Regions from separate parts of the Sus scrofa genome. Here region 1 is linked to region 2. The links are chromatin contacts, called in public HiChIP or PLAC-seq maps. All regions are on one chromosome and are shown on one strand. Each heading gives the region's core, a stretch centred on a gene start, on an enhancer-like site or on the middle of the called end of the contact. The rest is flanking DNA. Distances are from core to core; before and after follow the strand shown. Region 1 has its middle 21 kb from the start of KIF13B. Region 2 overlaps HMBOX1 (homeobox-containing protein 1).

Region 1 (3,814 bases), core at 899-3,398, 260 kb after region 2:
AAAACCAAAAACCAAACAAACAAAAAATGAGGTGAGAGAGTAAGGAGTGGAAACCATGGTATTAAGATGGGGGGATCGTGGTGTTTGACAATCTACCAGAACGCCCTATGTATTACCCCCAGGCTTCCCAAAACACACACAAAAAGGTAAATTGTGTTGGGCAACACCCCAAACTATCCCCTCCCCCTTTCCGTGGATTAACTTGTTCCAGACTTGTTTCTCCCTTATTCCATGTTCACCTTAACACCCAGTTCTTGAGCAGAAAAGTAAGTGGAAACCAGCCACCCAAGGCACCATTGACCAGGACTGGGGGGCTGGGGTGGGGTTAGAACTGCGAGATGAAAGCTAAAGGTTATAGAAGCTCAGGAGGCTAGGACCCATCAAGGTGACCCTCAGGAGGCAAAGCTCTAAGTGCCACCGAAGTAATGGATTCTTGCTAGTCCGGGACCAGGAAGGAGCCCAGCGCGCAGGAGATTCCAACACCAGTCTAGGGGTCAATAGGTCACTGCAAGTCAGAAACTGGTTCTCTGTCCAAGATGTTATCACTAAACCATAAACTGGATCAAGAATCCAGGAAGTTAAGAGGGTGGGTCTAGGAGTGTTTGTGGCCTGATGGGAAGACAAAGCTTATTTTCCTCTTTACACATCCTCCAGGGCTGGGGCAGGTGTGCCTGGGCCTAACCCAGGCCAACTGGGAACAGGAACAGCCAGCTGAGGAGCGAGAACTTGAAAACTGTGTGGTTGCAGGTGAGTGGGCATGAAGATTCTACCAGGTGTGACAAAGCAGAGGTGCCACTCACCACTGGCTGCACCATAGTCTCCCTGGGAAACCTTTTCAATCCCAATGTCCAACCACACCCCAGACAAATTAGATGGGAATTTCTGGGGTTGGGTGTTGGAATGCTTGACAAAGCACCCCAGGCGATCTTAACATGAAGCCAGAACTGGAAAGCACTGAATTAAAGGCAGGTTCTCAGAACTGTTCCTGACAAGAGTGATTCTGATAAGAGTCATTTTCTTGTGACCAACTGGTAATTACAAAACATGCTTTTACAAAAATAGTGTTTAAAGAACTATTTAAACAATAATAGATGTGTTTTTAAAAATAGAGATAAATCAATAACTATGGAAGCTAAGAAGAGTTGGAGCTTCGTCCAAATTAAGCAGATCCAGGAGTTTGATCTGGGAGTGATATGACACAAGTGACAACTTAGGAAGAATAATTGGATGCTGATGTGTTGGGTAGAGCTGGTTTCGTTCAGCAAAGAGTTATTTACCGTGGTAGCTAGCATTTATTGCTCAAACCTGCCAACAGCCCCATAGGGGGCTTGTGGTACCTTGTTTTATAGATGGAGAATCCAACGGTGAGCTAGGTTAAGTGACTTGCCCAAAGTGGGGGGAAAAAAAGAGCAGAGTTAGGATCTGAATCCAGAATTCCCTTCAGGAGCACCTTGCTGGGCCACCTGTCACGTCATGAATGACGATGCCTATGTATTCTTTGGGGACACACAATATATGTCACAGTCCTTCAAGAGGGGGTAGATGGGTCAAGATATACCCACCATGGTGATGATAAATTCTTATTGGTGTTCTGAGGACACCCGTGGGACATGGCTAAGCCTGTTGTGAGGAGTGGTGCTGGAAGAAACAACAGGAGACTTGTCTTTAAAGGAGGGCAAAAGAGTGGAAATCAGGGAGGGCAGTTAGAGAGCCATTGGGATGTTGCTGTGGGGATGGGAAGGAGAAGTCATTCTTCCCCTCATTTTCCCCCCTCTTCCTGGATTTGGAATTAAAATACATTTGGAGGCCACTGATGAGACTAACACTCCAGGACCCTCCTGAAGCGAAGAGGCCGAGGAGAGTTTGACGCTAGGGCAACACCGCCACCTGGTGGACAATATTTTTATTGCAGGCAACGTGCCTCTGCGGTGAACTTTTATAACATTAACACTCCTTTTCAAATCATCTGAATTTTGCCGACTGTTAACACATATTTAGCACTTCCTTAACATAAGTTAGGAAGCTCTACCTAAGGAAGCTTGCCTGCCCGATTTTGAAAAGGAAAAAAGGACCACCCTACCCCGAACAGATGGCAGGACGACCCTGGCTGAGACTGGGGTTTCCCCAAACCAGAGCTTCTGGATCCCAAGGGAACTGGGAAGTCAACAAGGGTCTCAGACTTCCTCCCTCTTGTCCTTTCTTCCTTTATCTCCTTTCCTCCCCTCCTTAATTCTCTCTTTTAAATTTTCAGCGTTTTAATAACTTGTTTTACATTTATCTGAGGCCATTTTGGTGTGGGGCAGATAGAATTTTATAACACTGCTTATCTCAGAGTGACCCAAAATGTATGGTAGCTATCATTTGTGCGTTTTCGTAAATAAAAACTGGAAACCCAAGTCGATTTTAATAAATTCAGTTTGGCAGGCAAACAGTTTTTTGACCAAAATCTAGAGCTTCTGCTTTAGGGAAGGGTAAGTGCTGCCCTCTAGTGGACATATCTTAACATTACAGTCTATGAATGAGGCTCGAACAGGAGAGAGCGCAAGGTAAAAATTCTGCCTTGGGGAAGGGTAAGTGCTGCCCTCTAGTGGACATATGTTAACATTACAGCTCATGAATGAGGCTCAAGGAGAAGAGAAGGTGCTTGATAAGACTTCTGCAAATACTACTATCTTCTTCTTCTGAGGATTCCTTTGAGCTCTTAAAAATTCTCAATTTCCTGAACAACATTCCACATCCCAGAATCCACAAAATATCTGCACTGTTCTGGCTAATTTAGCTTTTCTATCTCCTTCCCTTTTGCCTACGTGTAGCCTGATCACAGTTTCCTGTCCAGAAATCTGCCAGGTATCCCACTACCCAGGGTTCCTACCAATTCCATGCCCATTTCTGGCTGCTGGGGAAGGAGGTGAGGACAACGGGTATGAAGACACATTGAGCAACTTCTCTTCATTGTGATCATCAAGGACCATTTGTTGGTCTTCTACTCTTGCAACAAGTATTCATTACTTCCTAACACATACAGGCCATTTATACAAAACACGTTAGTGAGCAAGACCCAAGAAGTCATTATTCCTGCCTTAAATAGCAAGGCAAGTGAGGATGAAGCAGTGTAAAGACTTTGGACGGGGAACGAACTAGGTCCAAGTCCTGGCCCTTCCCAAATGCCATGGGAGCAGTGGAAATATCTCAGTCCCTCAGCTTCCTGAACTGTAAACTGAAAGGGTTAGACTAAGTGAGTTTTAAAGATAAGTTTAGGGAGTTCCAGTTGTGGCTCAGTGGGTTAAAGACCTGACATAGTCTCTGTGAGGATGAGGGTTTGATTCCCCGGCCTCCCTCAGTGGGTTAAGTATCTGACGTTGCCGCAGGCTGTGGTGTAGGTTGCAGATACAGCTTGGAGCCAGTGTTGCTGTGGCTGTGGTGTAGGTTGCAGCTGCAGTTCCAATTCGACTCCTAGCCTGGGAACTTCCACATGCTGCAGGTTAGGCCAGGAAAAGAAAAGAAAAAAAAAAAAGTTTAGCTCTACTTTGGATGATTTACATTGTCTGGACTCTTCTTAAAATTTCTATTCAGAGGTACCTCCTCTGAGGATTTAGTTATTTGTTAGTGTATAACCATGCCTAGGAAGTGGTCTCAGACCTGTCAGATATCTGATTGCCTCTTACTAGTGGTGTGTTATCAGTTCTTTATTGTGAAACATATTACCCAAAGCTTAGTGGCTAAGAACAACAATGTTCGTTACCTCAGTTTCCATGGGTCAGGCATCTGGCTGTGACTGAGCGGGATTTCAGATGTCAGTGGGGGCTGTGGTCTC
Region 2 (3,959 bases), core at 1,118-3,617:
TCTGTATTCCCAAGCCTCAGCCAGTAAAAGTCTCTTTAGTATCTTTACTCAGAAGAAAGTCATTTATCTCCTGCGTGCCAGTCACCATACAGAGTGCTGGAGCATACTGAAAGATTAGATTTTAAAAGGAGGTCTCAGTCCAGTGGAGGAGTCAGGTTTAAGAGGAAAAAAAACAAAACAAAACACCTCACAGAAGAGGTAGTTGTAGAGGAGAGTGGTATGAGGAAAGGCAACACTGAGGTGACTTTGAAGCTGGTCCTGGAGAACAGTATGATTTGGTAGTTTGGGAAAAGGAAGAAAGGCATTCTTGGCAGTAGAAGCAGTATATGCAGAAGCACAGAGGCATGAAAAATTAGGTAACTGGAGTGTATGGCTACTCAGGCAGGAAATGAAGCTGGGGAAGTAGGGTTGCATCCTGATTGTGAAAAACCCTTGTATCTCCACTGCTGGAACATTTGTCTTTCTCAAGCATTCATATTTGCATCCATGCCAAAGTATGATTATTTTAATTGAAAAAATCTCTTAAGCCATTTTCTAGGTTGTTTTTTCTAGATTGTTTATGCCGTTTTGTCTTCTCACATATAAAGAATCAGCAATAGTACTTTTATGACAGGGACTCAAATTATGTTGGGGAGTGGGGTGGATTCTGTATTTAATACTTGTAAAACATCCTGGGAATTAAAAACTTGAAACTGTTTTGAAAATTTCTCAGCCTTCCTTTTTAAAGACAGGAGCCTAGGAGTTCCCGTCGTGGCACAGTGGTTAATGAATCCAACTAGGAACCATGAGGTTGTGGGTTCGATCCCTGGCCTTGCTCAGTGGGTTAACGATCTGGTGTTGCTGTGAGCTGTGGTTTGGTTGCAGACGCAGCTTGGATCCCACGTTGCTGTGGCTCTGGTGTAGGCTGGCGGCTACAGCTCTGATTGGACCCCTAGCCGGGGAACCTCCATATGCCGCGAGAGCAACCCTAGAAAAGGCAAAAAGACAAACAAACAAACAAAAAGACAGGAGCCTAAATGATATTCCCTTTTATATGTGGCAAGGAAATATTTTAAAATTCCAGTCATTTTCAATTAAAATTTTTGATGCATTTTCCCTTGCTGACTTGTATTAAAATAAGCGGATTGTTATGAAATTATAAAATCCAATTTTCCTACTGACTTCTGTGATAGCAGTGCATCGTTGGCAAGAAAATTTGAGCCATATCTTTACCATAATGAATTATTTCACCATCTGTTAAGTGAATTTTACCTAGTGTTTCAGTGATGTAGTTTATGCGCCTCTGTAGACTAGGGTTTGGTTGTAACTAACTGGCTCATTCCTGGGCTTGCACAGTGCTATGTATAAAGTGTGACATCAGTAAGTGTTGCTTGAACTTGATTGAATTGAATACTTAAGAAGACTCCTACAACTTTAATGAAATTAGAACGTGGTTTCCCCCCATCTTCTCTGCTAGACATATTAGACTTGGGGTGGGAGTGGAATAATACAGTATTTTCTAGTTCTGTTAAAATCGTAAGGCCTTCAGTTCGGTTCAATGATAAACAGTAATTCTGTAATTTAAAATGATTCACTCAAAATGACTCAGAAACAGCAGAAAAATTACTTTTATCTGCCTCAATGTCATTTTTCCCTTAGCCTGATCATTGTACTATTTTACCCCAACAAAATCACTTTGTGGGGGTAGGATTGGGTCTCGTAAAATCTAATGGTTGCCCTGCCTTCACTGCAACCCCTGGCAAGCTGGTCTTCCTTTTCCTCTCTCCTGATGTCATTGCTGTTCTAGGATAGAAAATGCTGCAAGAATACATTATAAATTTTGGAATTAATGGATGCTGGAAGTTGAATTTTAAAAAGAGTTTAAGCTCTTTAATACTCCTTATGGAATGACTGGGTGGACATAATGAGCTACACCTCCTGTATTTCTGCAAATAGAAGGAAGTTCTTCACATCTCTGTAAGACAGCAGGAGCCTGAACATGACCTCATTTCAGTCCATTAGACTATTTGAGGAAAAAAACAACAAAACTTTCCCACTTATTGACAGGTAAAGTTATCCCAATCCATTTCTCATAGCCAGTAAGAAGATAAACTATCCTTAAATGCATTTTAAAATTGGCAAATTATACTTCCTGGTTCCTTTTTGGTCAAACAGAAATAGCCGAAAGAGAAATTATTACAGTTTTTTTTTTTTTGAGGTAGATTAAAAATTATCTTCATCCTTGCATAGATGTGCCAGCAGTTTCATTTTGTACAAACAACTGATCCCTCATTTCTCTAGTCCCTGAGCCAGCCAGTTAAATAGAACAAAAGTCCCCATGTTCCTCATGTTGTTCTCTGGCCACAGTTTACAAAGAAATGAAATATAGTTGGGTATATGCTGGTGTTGTGTATAATGAGTCACCAGTGAAGATGTGATTCATCGCAGAAGCAGAATTATAAGCATCATATTATAAATATTAATACTGATGGAGACCAGCTTATAGACTGACTGGAAAACCTCCACAGAAAAATGAGAGGGCTTTTTCTTTTATAAACTCAAAAAATATTTATTGAGCTTCTACTTATACCACTCCTTATGACAGATAGTGCATTCAGAAATCATTATTGATAGACTATAAACATTCACAGCATGTCTCGAGGTTTGCATATGTGTTTGATGTTTGAAGTTCTCAAATTAGTAGAATATGCCCTTGTGGGTAAATATTCTACTTCTGTTTTAGTTGCCTTTTGGTTGTGTAAGCATGCACGAAACATGTAATTTCAGTGATAGAAAGCATTTTAAAATGGTCTTTTTTGGAGTTGCTGCTGTATTGCAGTACGTTGAGAATCCTACTGCAGAGGCTTGGGTCACTGTGCAGGATAGGGCACAGCTTTGGCTCAGATTCAGTCCCTGGCCTGGGAGCTTCCATATGCCATAGGTGCAACCATTTTAAAAAAGAAGAAAATAGGTCTTTTTGAAAACCTATGTACCATAGAAATCCCAATCGTAATAGTGCCTCATCCAAATATTCTATTTTATTGGCTCCTACTTTGACCTGTCATCCACTTCAAGGCCAGATGAATCAATAGTTTCTAACCCTTTTGAGACTCTCCTATAATTACCATCTTTCTGGGGCTAAAGACCTTAGTTTGTCATCAAAATCCCTTCCTCAGAATATGACTATACCCCATATTTGCTCTTGTATCACTGAAGATTTATTTATCTTGTGTATAGTTGGTAAAATAATCTCTCAGCTCTGACAATATAAGTAGCATGTCTCTTTGACAAGTGTTCCAGAATTAATTTGGCTTTTTAAAAGGCAGTTAAGCAGTCATTTATGTATATCCTGAATAGCTTGATTGACTAAACTAAAAACAGCTGTAAACCCATAACACAGGAAATAAAAAGGTAAGTTTAAGAGAATGTAGCAAATACCTCTAAGTACAACTGTGTTTTTCCCTTTTCAGGGAGGTATCAGAATAATCCCCAACCGGTTTACCTCTGATTCTGTGAAGAATCTATGCTTATTGTCCATGTTTGATCTGCTCTTTGTTGAAACCTCCTCCTGAGAGAACAAGTTCTCATTTTATATACAGACCATATCCTTTTAGCAACAGGTAGTCGTTTTTGCAGAAGCATTGTACTGAACCATGCAGGAGACGGTGGATTGATTTTATCAACCCTGTTAGTGATCTTAATGTTATAGTAAATTGTCAGTCAGTAGTGTCAGGTTGGCATATGGCCAGTTTATAATTCAATGCTTTCTATTTAAAAATAGGTTTCCGGCTTCAGGACAACTTGTACACCAAGTGTAAGAAACTTAATAATTCCAGATCACCTTAAAAATCTTTTTTGTAACCTTCTTTCTACTAGCAATAGCTGACATAACAGAAAGGAAGATACAGCTGCTACTTAGCCAGAGGTAAAATCAATGCAACAAGGGGCAGACCAGCTTCAGTGCCCTGGTGGTATAAAGT

Evidence for each region. HiChIP or PLAC-seq counts read pairs in DNA pulled down with a chosen protein or histone mark.
Region 1: a contact with region 2 is called in an H3K27ac HiChIP or PLAC-seq map of alveolar macrophages. The contact joins two enhancer-like sites. A contact is called at or near these places in 2 of 47 Hi-C or Micro-C datasets (epiblast stem cells and retroperitoneal adipose tissue) and 1 of 2 datasets of contacts at active chromatin or transcription factors (alveolar macrophages).

What each region holds. Positions count from the first base shown.
Region 1 is chr14:13,119,268-13,123,081 of Sscrofa11.1, forward strand. No RefSeq gene overlaps it. Among named protein-coding and RNA genes, the nearest start is that of KIF13B, 21 kb to the left of the region's middle. Within about 2 kb of position 2,149, at least 31 of the 83 cell types and tissues checked have an H3K27ac peak or open chromatin away from gene starts, as enhancers often do. A contact at or near this core is called in alveolar macrophages, where this site is marked.
Region 2 is chr14:12,858,609-12,862,567 of Sscrofa11.1, forward strand. All of the region lies in intron 6 of HMBOX1 (homeobox-containing protein 1), which reads left to right. Among named protein-coding and RNA genes, the nearest start is that of HMBOX1, 170 kb to the left of the region's middle. Within about 2 kb of position 2,368, at least 2 of the 83 cell types and tissues checked have an H3K27ac peak or open chromatin away from gene starts, as enhancers often do. A contact at or near this core is called in alveolar macrophages, where this site is marked.